Linked DNA regions of Mus musculus: regions 2 and 3 are each linked to region 1. A link is a contact called in public Hi-C and HiChIP or PLAC-seq data. All regions are on one chromosome and are shown on one strand. Each heading gives the region's core, a stretch centred on a gene start, on an enhancer-like site or on the middle of the called end of the contact. The rest is flanking DNA. Distances are from core to core; before and after follow the strand shown. Region 1 overlaps 1700027J07Rik (RIKEN cDNA 1700027J07 gene). Region 2 overlaps Rtn4ip1 (reticulon 4 interacting protein 1). Region 3 holds the start of Qrsl1 (glutaminyl-tRNA synthase (glutamine-hydrolyzing)-like 1).

Region 1 (3,569 bases), core at 594-3,093:
TATTCCAGGACATGGGCTGGGAAATGGAGTGCAATGGGAGATTAAACAAACAAACAAACACTTCAATATTAAAAATAACAGCGTGGACTCAGGGCTGGAGAGATGGCTCAGTGGTTAAGAGCACTGACTACTCTTCCAGAGGTCCTGAGTTCAATTCCCAGCAACCACATGGTGGCTTGCAACTGTGTGTAATGGGATCTGATGCCCTCTTCTGGCATGTCTGAAGACAGCTACAGTGTACTCACACTGTATAGATGTGAGTATATGTAAAAAGGTGAGTATATGTAAAATAAATAAATAATTCTCTAAAAATAAAAGTATTGACTCAAGGTTAAGAGATGGCTCTGAACTTAAGAGTACTGGCTGCTCTTCAAGAGGACTCAGGCTTGAGTCCTAGCATCTACATGGTGGCTCACAGCTGCAATTCCAGCTCCAGGGGTTCTGGCTATGCCTTCTTGCAACCATGCACACTCTTGGTGCACAGACATACCTGCAGGCAAAGCATCCTTCACATAGAAAACAAAACAAAAACCTGAGTTCTTCTCAGAAGCTATCAACTGTCCCATAGCCCTTCAGCTGGGAGCAGGGGCTTGTGAGCCGTGCCCTTCACTCCCCAGGCTGGACCATTGATGCTTCCTTTATCTGTACTCCAGCCCTCTGCACTAGTGGGACTGACTCACCGATGACTTGGAACCCCCTACCAGCTCAATGGGAGCAAGAAGGAGCCATTGCTGTCTACAGCTCACAACGGCACTAGGGCAGAAGAGGCAAACTGGAGGATTACTGTAAGAATATGTGTTTCCAACAGCTGGTGAGAACTCCAGATTGCTTCTCTTTCTGCTATGTTCTTCTGGCTTCTTTGGACGTGGTATCACTAGGCAGTCTAGGCTGACCTGGAACTTGCTATCTACCCCAGGTTGGTCTCCAATTTGTTATCATCTTGTTTTAGTCTCTAAAATTCTGGGATTAACAGGCTGGTCCCACCATACCTGGCCTCTCTGCTCTGTATCTTATGCAGCAATTGAATTATTGGTGAACCCACACCCAACCCACTTGCCACCATACAGTCTAGGTAAATCCTTAATGTATGTGTTTTTGCATCTACAAAATTGGTACAATTGCTTTCAAATGAGGCTTCTGCCCTGGAAGACCCATCCCAGAGGGTGGCAGGATGTGGGGAATTTAGCCCTACATTGAATCCTAGTGGGCTAATGGGCCATAAACTAAGACTGAAGAGGAAGGAACTGAGAGAGGCCCAGGGCATCTGTGCTTCCCATGGGGCTTAGCAGTTCTCTGGGTTGCCTGGAGGCCAAAAGGTCCTGCCAGGGACAGATTGTGATAAAGCAGTTTAAAAAGCAAGAGGAAAGGGAGGGCCAGGGCGTACTTCCTGAAGTGAGCTACAGTGAGCATTGGGAACCTTATTTGTGCTGGGTGGAGAAAATTATTTGTTTTTTTCCTGGCCCTTTGGAAACCCAGACTCACCAGAAAGGAAAAAAAATATTTCACATTGCTTTAGCAAAGTTCAAATAGACTCTATGTTCCGCTGGAATAATCTGGAATGTATGTGCTAATTCTCTATTGCAGGTCTCAGTCCTGGGTAGGCCAGCCTTCCTTAATACAGATTTAAAGAAAAAACTGCTTCCCTCCAGGTTCTGTGCCTTAGGCTTGCCATCAAAATAAAGAGCATTTACATGAATTTGAACTTTCTGAACTATTATCATTGCTGGATCAATTCGGCCAAGCCTTTTCCCCAATACCGCTCTTCCTCCACACGTCCCTATCAGGAACCCACAGAGGCAGCCAGGTTTCCTTTAGTTTGAGGAACCCCGCTTTGCTCAGCAAGGCTCTTCATAAGCTGTCTCTCCTCTTTCACCCAACACAACTGTGTGCTTCACTTCTAAATTCTAGACCAGGCTAATCTCACGGTGACCTGCAGACACCAGATACTGTGAAGTTTTTGGCTTTGCAACATAAAGACAAGCCGAGGCCAATAGAGCACATTACACATGTTTATTCTTACATTCTATTTTGCATTCTTGTTTATGAAGCTTATCCTAATGGCTTCCCTCCAGCCCTTCTGGAGCTGACTCTGCTAGTGGCCTCCCTAAGGGATCCTCTACTCATGGCATGGGTAATGTGATCCCAGCTCAATGTAAAGCCCAATGGATGAGGCCAGTCAATCACCGAGGCTCCACCCACTGCCCACGACTGGTAGGAGTGACCATTGGTTGTGGAGGAAAAGGATCTTCACCGAGACTCTCAGCAGGGCCGCTTGCTCCTAAGAAACTGTCCTTTTCCTGTCACAGATGGACATCGCCATACTTGCTGGTTTTGCTTGGAACCTGTGAGGCAGGTGAGAGGCTGACAGACAGTCAGGAATAGCTACATGACAGAAGGAAAGAACTAGTTAACCCTAGTAGCTGCCTATTTCTGTACTGCCACACCACCTCCAGTAGGATCTGTGTGACAAGTTCCACAGACTGAGGCGACTGACCTCAAAAGGGGGAGTCTCCTGGAACTGGTTGTGGAACTCTTCACTGGAGAAAAATTATTGAGCCATAGTTCTTATGACAATCGATTTCTTTTGTTTTCTCATATTCCTTTTTCTTATTTTCATGTTCCAGGTAGCCTAGGCCAAGATCTTAAGCAAGAATAATGGGTAAGAAACCATCCCTAGAGATGGGGACACTAACATGACCTTATCCCCAGGGAAACCAACGCTTTACTTTCTAAATCATTTACAAAACTATGATTATAAAAACTTTCCCAACAATAAAATTTCATATGGCTACACATGTGTCATCAGAGGTGAGTTTTTGGTATGGTAAAGAAAGCCTTAATTAGGAAGAATTAAAATAGTTTAAATTTATGCATTGAAGATTTATTTAAAAAATCAGGCATTAGATGTTAAATAATAACTGACTATATGGGGCTGGAGAGTTAGCTCAGCAGTTAAGAGCACTGACCATAAAGATTTATTAATCTGCTCCTGTAAATATGCCACTAGCCTTGGACAATTGCCCCCATTGAATACATCCTTTTAAAATTGTTATATTTTGATGACTTATATTAATAATGATGTTACCTGTTTTGTTTGTGATTCACTGAATACATAGTTTCAGAGTTGTAATGCTTGGATGATTTTTTTGCTTTACTGTGTCAAATGAATTTTATTGGTATTTGTGATTGTTTCACTGGATATAGTTTCTAAGAGATGTAATGTTTTTTTTTTTAATGTATAAAATCCTCTGCTTGAGAGCTGCAAAATACACTCAGATTCAAACTGCATCTGTGTTTGTTTCTGTTTGTCACTGCCGATTCCTTACCTACCTGGCCTCGAGAACCCACATTCCAGGGACCCCCATACCCAGCTGGGGTGGTCCATGGCACTGTACTCATCTGTAGGCTTAGAGTTTTTCAAAACCCACTTTTAATAATGGTTCTCAAATGCTTCGACATGCCCCCCCCCCCTTCTAGCCCACCATCCGAAGGCATTGAACAAGCATTGAACTTTTGTTCAACTCAGCAGAGGTACGGCAATTCACAAGGCCCTGGGGACGGTAAATCAG
Region 2 (3,569 bases), core at 685-3,184, 150 kb after region 1:
ACGCCTGTCCCCAGGGCCTGTCCTACATGGACAGTCCATCTTAAGGTCCAGTTGAAGTTCTGAATAATCTTAGATAATAGAACCACTGTTAGTCGGTATCTCAAGTTCTTGATCCATTATGGGGGAGGCAGTTACCCTGGGCATTTGCCAAAGTATATAAATAGCTTTGTGCTCATGGGAAAGGGTGTTTATATTTCAGATGTCTAACTCATACATGAACTGTTCTGTAACCTGGGAGATGTCAGTATGAGTTACAGAGATTCAGAAGGGAAGGAAACCAGCCCAGGCTCTCTTAGTCCCCATTCGGTTGCTTTGTTCGTAACTGTATTATCTCCCTCAGTCAAAGTTTCTCATCCACGGTAGTTAGTAGGGAACTTAGCATGGTAAGTAAGCAGCATGTTGTGCTAGGATAGGTCGGCTGCAGCTTCACCTGTCTCTCCACTCCCACATTGAAAAGGAGCTCGTGAAACTCAAATGTGGGTCATCGTCAGCACCATTCTTATTTCCTAAAGGTCATTGTTTTTACCTGTAGAAAACATAGCCAGACTTCATCGTTTTTATTGGGATCTACTAGGAGTATTTTAATCTCACGGGGAGCCAGGAAAGCCTATTACACCTGTGTTAAAAAGCACAACATGAGTCAGTGCCGAGATCTGGACATTTGCAGCCCAGGTTTCTTCAGGCCAAGACAGAACAGAAACTTGAGAGTAAATTCCTCCTTCGGGTTCCCTCATGGTTGTGTGTGTGTGCACATGTGCACTCGAGTTTTTGTGTCTGTGAATGTATGCCACATGTGTGAGAGCACTTGTGGAAGCCAGAAGTCTGATCTCCTTGAAGTAGAGTTGTGGCAATTGAAAGGCACCTGATGTGGGTGCTGGGAACTGAACTCAGGTCCTCTGGAAGAGCAGTAAGTGTTCTTATCTGCTGAGCCATCTCTCCAAAGAAGCCACTGTTAAATCAGCACATTATTGGCTTATTCAAACATTAGGCAGAAATGACAGAGCGAATTAGGATTTTAGAGTTTAAGAAAGCAAGTATGATAGCACATACCTGTAACCAACCACTCTGGAGGCTGAGCTAGGAGGGCCAGGACTTCAAGACCACCCTCGGCTCCATAGCAAGGTCTGAGGCCAGCGGGGGCTACCTAATACTCTGTCTCAACAACAAAGAAGAATGCATAGCATTGTAGTCATCATTCCTATTCTCTAGTGCTTTCTAGGTCTGCCATTAATTAGATCAAGCCACAGAATTTTCAGAGTAAGCTGTGGTCTATGAAGTGAGGAGCCATGTGTTAAAGACCTGGGCAATCTTGAATTACAATGTTCATGGGCTTTTTCCTATAGAAGCCAGTGGTTCTCAGCCTGTGGGTTGTAACCCCTTTGGCAAACATCTGTCTTCAAAATATTTACATGATGATTTATAACAGTGGCAAAATTACAGTCATGAAATAGCAGTGAAAACAGTTTTATGGTTGGGAGTCTCCACAATATGAACTGTCTCAAAGGCTGCCGACCATTGATATAAAATAGCAAGCAGCACACTTTTTTCACCATTTTTTTCTTTTTTCTAACTTTGGTTGGGTGTGCATGTGGAGTGTGGTGATACAGCAAGGTAGGTAAGAAAATCCTCCTGAACAGCACTGGGGGACAGAGTGAGGGTGGGCGCCACGGTGCTCTTCCCTTAGGTCTGCGAGGTACTTTATAGAATACAGTTAGCTTAGCCACAGAACGTCAGCTTATTGCTGGCTTTAGACTTTATTTTGCCTGCTGTCCCTTTAGAGATTGGCTTTGTTCGGAAAAAGAATAGGCCCTGCCTGACCCTACACAAAACTAAAGTTTGTGCGGCCAGAAAAAAGTCCTCCCTCAGTGTCTCAGCACTTCCTTGGTGCGCCTCCATCCCGTCTTGAGCCTGCTTCTCTGCTCGTTTGCACTTTGAGGGCTCCCTCAGGTGGCAGCATTGGGAACTGACACTGGTTGTAGAGCATCACGCTTTTGTGAGATAATTTTGCTGTTTTATTTAGGAAGTGAGGCTGCTTCGGATTAAGGGTTATGGGGAAGAGACAAGCTGACAGGAAGGAGGTCAGAGACATGTCTGTCAGTTGGAACCCGGGCAGCCATGATATTTGCTGTCCTTTTAATCCTGTCTGCTAAGTGTGTCCTCCTTTATCTCCAGTCCTTGTGCAAAGCAGACATCCCTCCAGGCTGAGTACTGCTAGTGCTGGGGTGCTTCTAACAGTAGTGCCGCTGGTTTGTAGCTTCCATAGGAAATCGTCTCAAGCCACCAGAGAGGCGTTTTCTTAAGCAGAGCCTTAGGAGTCAAAAATCACCGCTGTTAGACAAAAAAACTTGGTAAAATGCCTGTCCTTTCTCTGTCCTAATGTAGAGTAAAAGAAAAGTGTGATGTTACTTGAAGGAGAATTTGACTAATTTAGGTAATAATCAAAGAGTCAAGGCCAAGTATTTTATGGGTAAATTAACTGTTAAAAATCCGTATGATAGTTGTTTTGTTGTTTACATGATTTGGTTTGAGAGAGTCTCACTGAGCTGCCCAGGCTGATCTTGACCTTACATTCTCCTGCCTCAGCCTCCTCCTCCCGAGTGCTGGGATTCCAGGTGTGTACCAGCACCTCAGCTGTGTGACACTTCCTGTGTCATATTTCCCCACTTGGGAATACTAACGCTATCGCATGGGTTGAAGTTTGGAGGAGATGGAACATCTGCAGAGTGTCACCTCTTCTTCACTAGTGATAGCTTTGAGATGAAAACCACTTCTAGAAGTAACGTGATTTTCAAAGAGACTTTTTAAAATTATATTTAATGGTATTTCAAAGGGAACAGCTGACTTGGAAATTATAGTCATAACTCTTAACACACAACAGATGATAATAATCAGCCTCTGTGATTTGCGTGAGGGACAGAAAGATGAAGTAGCTAAGATTACAGGCAGGGTGTGTGTTCTAAGGCTCAGTGCACTGGTTAGCAGTAGGTGGCAAAATTCTATACTGTCTCGTAGTGAAGATAGAGGGCCTATAACTAGTAGTTATGTAATGATAGTGGTAGATAGACGGCAGGCACCCCCTCCACTTATCTCAGGAGTGTTTTCTGTGGGCGCTCAGGGAATTTTCATGAAATAGCCTCCGTAATAGTTAATATAGTACCAGATACCAGACCCCATTATGTCATGGCCTTCCACCTCTACTGGGTACAATGTTCTAGATATTTGACATCATGCAGCCCAGGTTCCGCCCCCCCCCCCCCCATGTGTGTACACATGTATGTTCCATAGCACTCGCATGGAGGCAGACAACACCTTTCAGGAGTTTGTTCTGCCCTCTTACCCCCACTCCTGCGGGTGCCGATGGTTGCTCTCAGGTGGTCAGACTTTCCTGTCAAGCCCTTTTACCCACTGAACCATCTTGCCTGCCTGATGCTGTGAGTTTTGACTACTGATTCTTTCAGATCTCAGACTTCTTTGGGAAATGGATGGTGGCTTTGTATCCTTCTCTTTGCCTATGCACACCTAGCCTTGCATTACATTTTTGGAGAGTCACAAATGTAGAGGATCAGGCT
Region 3 (3,569 bases), core at 532-3,031, 140 kb after region 1:
GCTTAGTGAGTTGATGGACAGGGAGAGTGAAGGGCAGTGTACAGACCCACGGGTAACGGTGTGCTTCCCGGTTTTGTTCTGGCTTGGGCAATGACACCTCTGCTTTGTTTAGAGTGTTCTGGGCATTTGGAAGAGCCCTCCAGAAGGCCCTCACAGATACGAGCCTGGGCAGGGCTTCTGAAGCTTTTTCTACTCACAATCCTTTTGTGCTAGACAAGCTTTGCAAAGCACAGGTATACTGAGATACAAAGTAGGTATACAAGGCATTAATTGCTAAATCATAAAGGATTTGATTTTAGAACCATTCTATGGAGTCTAGAGTAGTGCCTCAGCAGCTAAGAGCACTGGCTGCTCTTCCACAGGCCCTGAGTTCAAATCCCAGCACCCATAAGGCAGCTCTCAACCACTTAAGACTGTAGTGACATGGGATCTGATACACTCTTCTGGTGTGCAGACATACATGCAGTCAAAAGACCCATATACAATAGATAAATAAATAAATAAATATAGATATTTACAAAATTATTTGGTGTACATAATTCTACTATTAAAGATGAAAGTAAACCTGCATACCAATAAATGCATAGACTTGCTTATTTTTAAATAAAGAATTAAATCCTGGCTGTAGGTTTCCTCAACGTTTTTCATTTTTTTTCAGTTTACCAATATTTTGATTTGATATATCAGTGCTGAGAACACCACTTTGCATAAATATGTTGTACAAAATTGTAGGAGCATGTTTAGCGCCATATTGGGAAAAAGCTGAATAATCTCACATCAAAACTTATTTAGTGATTTTTGAATGAGACTCAAGTCAATAACTCAGCCATTTTTAGAATCAAGCACCTTAAAGCAACAAATCCCAAAGATGCACGCATTTCACACTTAGGGTATGACAAGCTGAAAAACGATTTAGTAAAATATTAAAAGGTTTTGCTTTCTGAAATTAAATAATTATGTTTCTACAAGTTTAGAAAAGTTGCTCATATGTTAAATCTTAATAAACAATACTCTCGATTCTGAGTTGAGATGTTTCCGGCAGCATTTGCTGGGCAGTGCACACATACCCTGCTGCAGAGAGTCGTGAGGAAGCACCGCTGGGTGCGGTCAGAAACACCTTGAACTCACAACTCACAGTTTGATTTTTGAATTAACTTTGCCCACTGTCTCAGGAACACTCCTCCTTCCCTTTCAAAACTGCTGTCACATTTTCTCCTACATTTGTGGTTGCGACCTACAGCTTAAGTAGATGTTCAAACACGATGTGGTAGAAATCCTAGTTTTTTTTTGTTTTTTTTTTTAAGCCACCAATTTTTTTGTTTGTTTCAAATGTGCATGCTACAAAACCGCCCCGTCCCTAAGCGAGCACAGCAGCGACGGGACTGAGATGGCTTGTCTGAGAAACCTCTCCCTAATCGCGCGGGTTGACTGTCGTTCCACTCCACGGCTCAGGGGTTCAAACTTTTTGACGTTCTGACTCTAGGGGATTGACTCAGCGTGTACGGTAAGAGCTTAGGTTCGAATCCCACTTCCCACTCAGGAATGTAGGCGGTCGGGGGGGGGGGGCGTGCCGTGCGGCGTGACCCGGGGCGACCTTGAACTTCCGAGTCCTCCAGTGTCTCAGCCCTCCCTGGTCCCCTCCTGGCCATGTCCACTCACTTCTCGGAGAGTCCGGCCCAGCATAGCCCTCGGAGTCAGCCGGTAGCACCGGGTCCCGGAACAGAGGAAGGAGTCAATCTCTGCCACCGGCGTTACATGGGCGCAGACATCTTGGCTCCTCTTTAACAACGAGCGCCTGGATTGGTCGAGTTCCGGGCGGCGGAAATGATCTCTGCACACGATTGGCTCGCGCGCCGGCGACCGGAGGCGCGCGGACAGGCAAGGAGACCGCGGCCGGGGTCGTGTCAGGAATCCGCCTGACCTAGGAATTGCTAGCCTTGTTTGCTTGTCCCTCTGAGGACTCCCTGCTTGCTTGCTTTTTTTTCCTTAAGGGGAAGGAGAGCGTAAGGAAGGAATGGCCAGTGTACTGACTGGACGCCAACTGGGACATTTCTGACGTGGGGAGCACAGTAGCAATTCTATTTTAATTCCGTCGCGGCTTTAGGTTGAGTTTGCTTCTGAAAGCTCCCCCTCGCTTAATTGACCTGTGGGTTTGGCAGATTTTGGCTGAATTGAAATGTGTTAGTTTGACCTGCTTCAGGTCCTTTCTCTCCACCGTCGCACCCCCCACCCCCGCTCCTCCTTTCTTTTTTCTTTTTCTTTTTTTCTTTTCTTTTTTTCGAGGAAACGTTCTCCATCCCTGCTCAGGATGGGCGTTTTGAAGACCTGTGTACTTAGAAGAAGTGCTTGTGCCGCCGCCTGCTTCTGGAGAAGGACAGTTATCCCAAAGCCACCATTTAGAGGCATTAGTACTACGTCTGCGAGGAGCACTGTCATGCCCGCTTGGGTGATAGATAAATATGGAAAGAATGAAGTCCTTCGATTCACCCAGAACATGATGTTACCTATCATACACTATCCAAATGAAGTCATTATCAAAGTCCACGCTGCCAGTGTAAATCCTATAGATGTTAATATGAGAAGTAAGTTGTCCGGGTTTGTTTGGTTTTAAATCAAAATTCACTGGGCACACAGGTGTTTTGTTGTTTTTCTTTTGAAACAAGGGGTCGTTGTCTAGCCCAGGCTGGCCTCCAATTCATTGTATACCACTGACTAGTCTCCACTCTGCCGCCCTCCTGCTCTGCCTCTCCAGGCCTGGGATTTAGCAGGTGTAGACCACACCTAGTTAATAGACTACATTTAGGTTGGCGTGAGGGAGTCATTTAGGTTTCTTATTACATGTATTTATTTTGTGTTTGGGTGTGTGGAACAGGGCCCAAGTGGAGGTCAAAGGACATCTTGTGGGAGTGAGTTTCTTCCTTCTACCAGGTAGGCTCCGGGCATTAAACTGACCACCAGGCTTGGTAGCAAGCACCACTATAGGCAGAGCCATCTGGTTTCTGATACTATCCCTGCAAATATTTACGACGTTTTGTTGTCACAACTGCTAAGGTATACTTTAATCTTTTATTAAATGTGTTTGTTTCCTTTCACATATGAGTTGGGACCGAGAAGTGATATCTACAGTTAATTTGCTCTGTGGTAATTTTAGGGTCCAGCACAGGCTCCAGAGTTTGGCTATGTTTCCCCATCAGTTCAGAGTCTGGGTCTATGTAATTCCTGTATCCTTCTTGCTGTCCCACGGTTCACAGCTTCTGTTATAGGCCCAGTGTACCAAGCAACAGAGCAGAACTCCTGATAGGGGCACAGCATCCTCGTCATTTCTCATATCCCCATTCCCCACTCCCCACCTCCAGCTTAAATGTGTTTTCTTGTTATACACCCGCTGAAGCTGGGATAATGTTATCCTAATTTCTCTTGCTGGGTCATATTGAACAGCTTGGGGAGAGCATTCCTTAAATGTATTCTTATATTCTATACTGTGGTTCTATTATAGTGGTGAACAAATTGATTTGTATTTATAAATTACTTTAATTCTGGAAAAAACTGGCAAAAATATTGTCAGTCTC

Evidence for each region. Hi-C and Micro-C count contacts between places; a contact is called where the count stands out from the background. HiChIP or PLAC-seq counts read pairs in DNA pulled down with a chosen protein or histone mark.
Region 2: a contact with region 1 is called in a Hi-C map of pro-B cells, with 3 times the contacts expected there. The contact joins two enhancer-like sites. A contact is called at or near these places in 2 of 39 promoter capture datasets (the C10 cell line and pre-B cells), 1 of 15 datasets of contacts at CTCF or cohesin (large pre-B cells), 13 of 484 Hi-C or Micro-C datasets (B cells, bone marrow, bone marrow-derived macrophages and 8 more), 5 of 115 datasets of contacts at active chromatin or transcription factors (the HPC-7 cell line, the SCID.adh cell line, acute myeloid leukemia and 2 more) and 2 of 9 other capture datasets (liver and pancreatic islet).
Region 3: an H3K27ac HiChIP or PLAC-seq map of the HPC-7 cell line shows a contact between it and region 1, with 7 times the contacts expected there. The contact joins the promoter of Qrsl1 here to the enhancer-like site in region 1. A contact is called at or near these places in 1 of 39 promoter capture datasets (the C10 cell line), 6 of 484 Hi-C or Micro-C datasets (the C10 cell line, bone marrow-derived macrophages, granulocyte-monocyte progenitors and 3 more), 6 of 115 datasets of contacts at active chromatin or transcription factors (the HPC-7 cell line, the SCID.adh cell line, acute myeloid leukemia and 3 more) and 3 of 9 other capture datasets (adipose tissue, liver and pancreatic islet).

The regions. Positions count from the first base shown.
Region 1 is chr10:43,764,143-43,767,711 of GRCm38.p6, forward strand. It overlaps 1700027J07Rik (RIKEN cDNA 1700027J07 gene), which reads left to right. Exons shown (of 4, transcript NR_040581.2): 3 at 654-916; 4 at 1,585-1,694. Among named protein-coding and RNA genes, the nearest start is that of 1700027J07Rik, 20 kb to the left of the region's middle. Within about 2 kb of position 1,844, at least 38 of the 459 cell types and tissues checked have an H3K27ac peak or open chromatin away from gene starts, as enhancers often do. A contact at or near this core is called in B cells, the HPC-7 cell line, the SCID.adh cell line and 4 more, where this site is marked.
Region 2 is chr10:43,917,222-43,920,790 of GRCm38.p6, forward strand. All of the region lies in intron 4 of Rtn4ip1 (reticulon 4 interacting protein 1), which reads left to right. Among named protein-coding and RNA genes, the nearest start is that of Rtn4ip1, 17 kb to the left of the region's middle. Within about 2 kb of position 1,935, at least 20 of the 459 cell types and tissues checked have an H3K27ac peak or open chromatin away from gene starts, as enhancers often do. A contact at or near this core is called in B cells, pre-B cells and pro-B cells, where this site is marked.
Region 3 is chr10:43,899,955-43,903,523 of GRCm38.p6, forward strand. It overlaps Qrsl1 (glutaminyl-tRNA synthase (glutamine-hydrolyzing)-like 1), which reads right to left and starts at 1,782. Exons shown (of 11, transcript NM_001081054.2): 1 at 1,660-1,782. The coding sequence starts at 1,683. It overlaps Rtn4ip1 (reticulon 4 interacting protein 1), which reads left to right and starts at 1,853. Exons shown (of 9, transcript NM_130892.5): 1 at 1,853-2,582. The coding sequence starts at 2,309.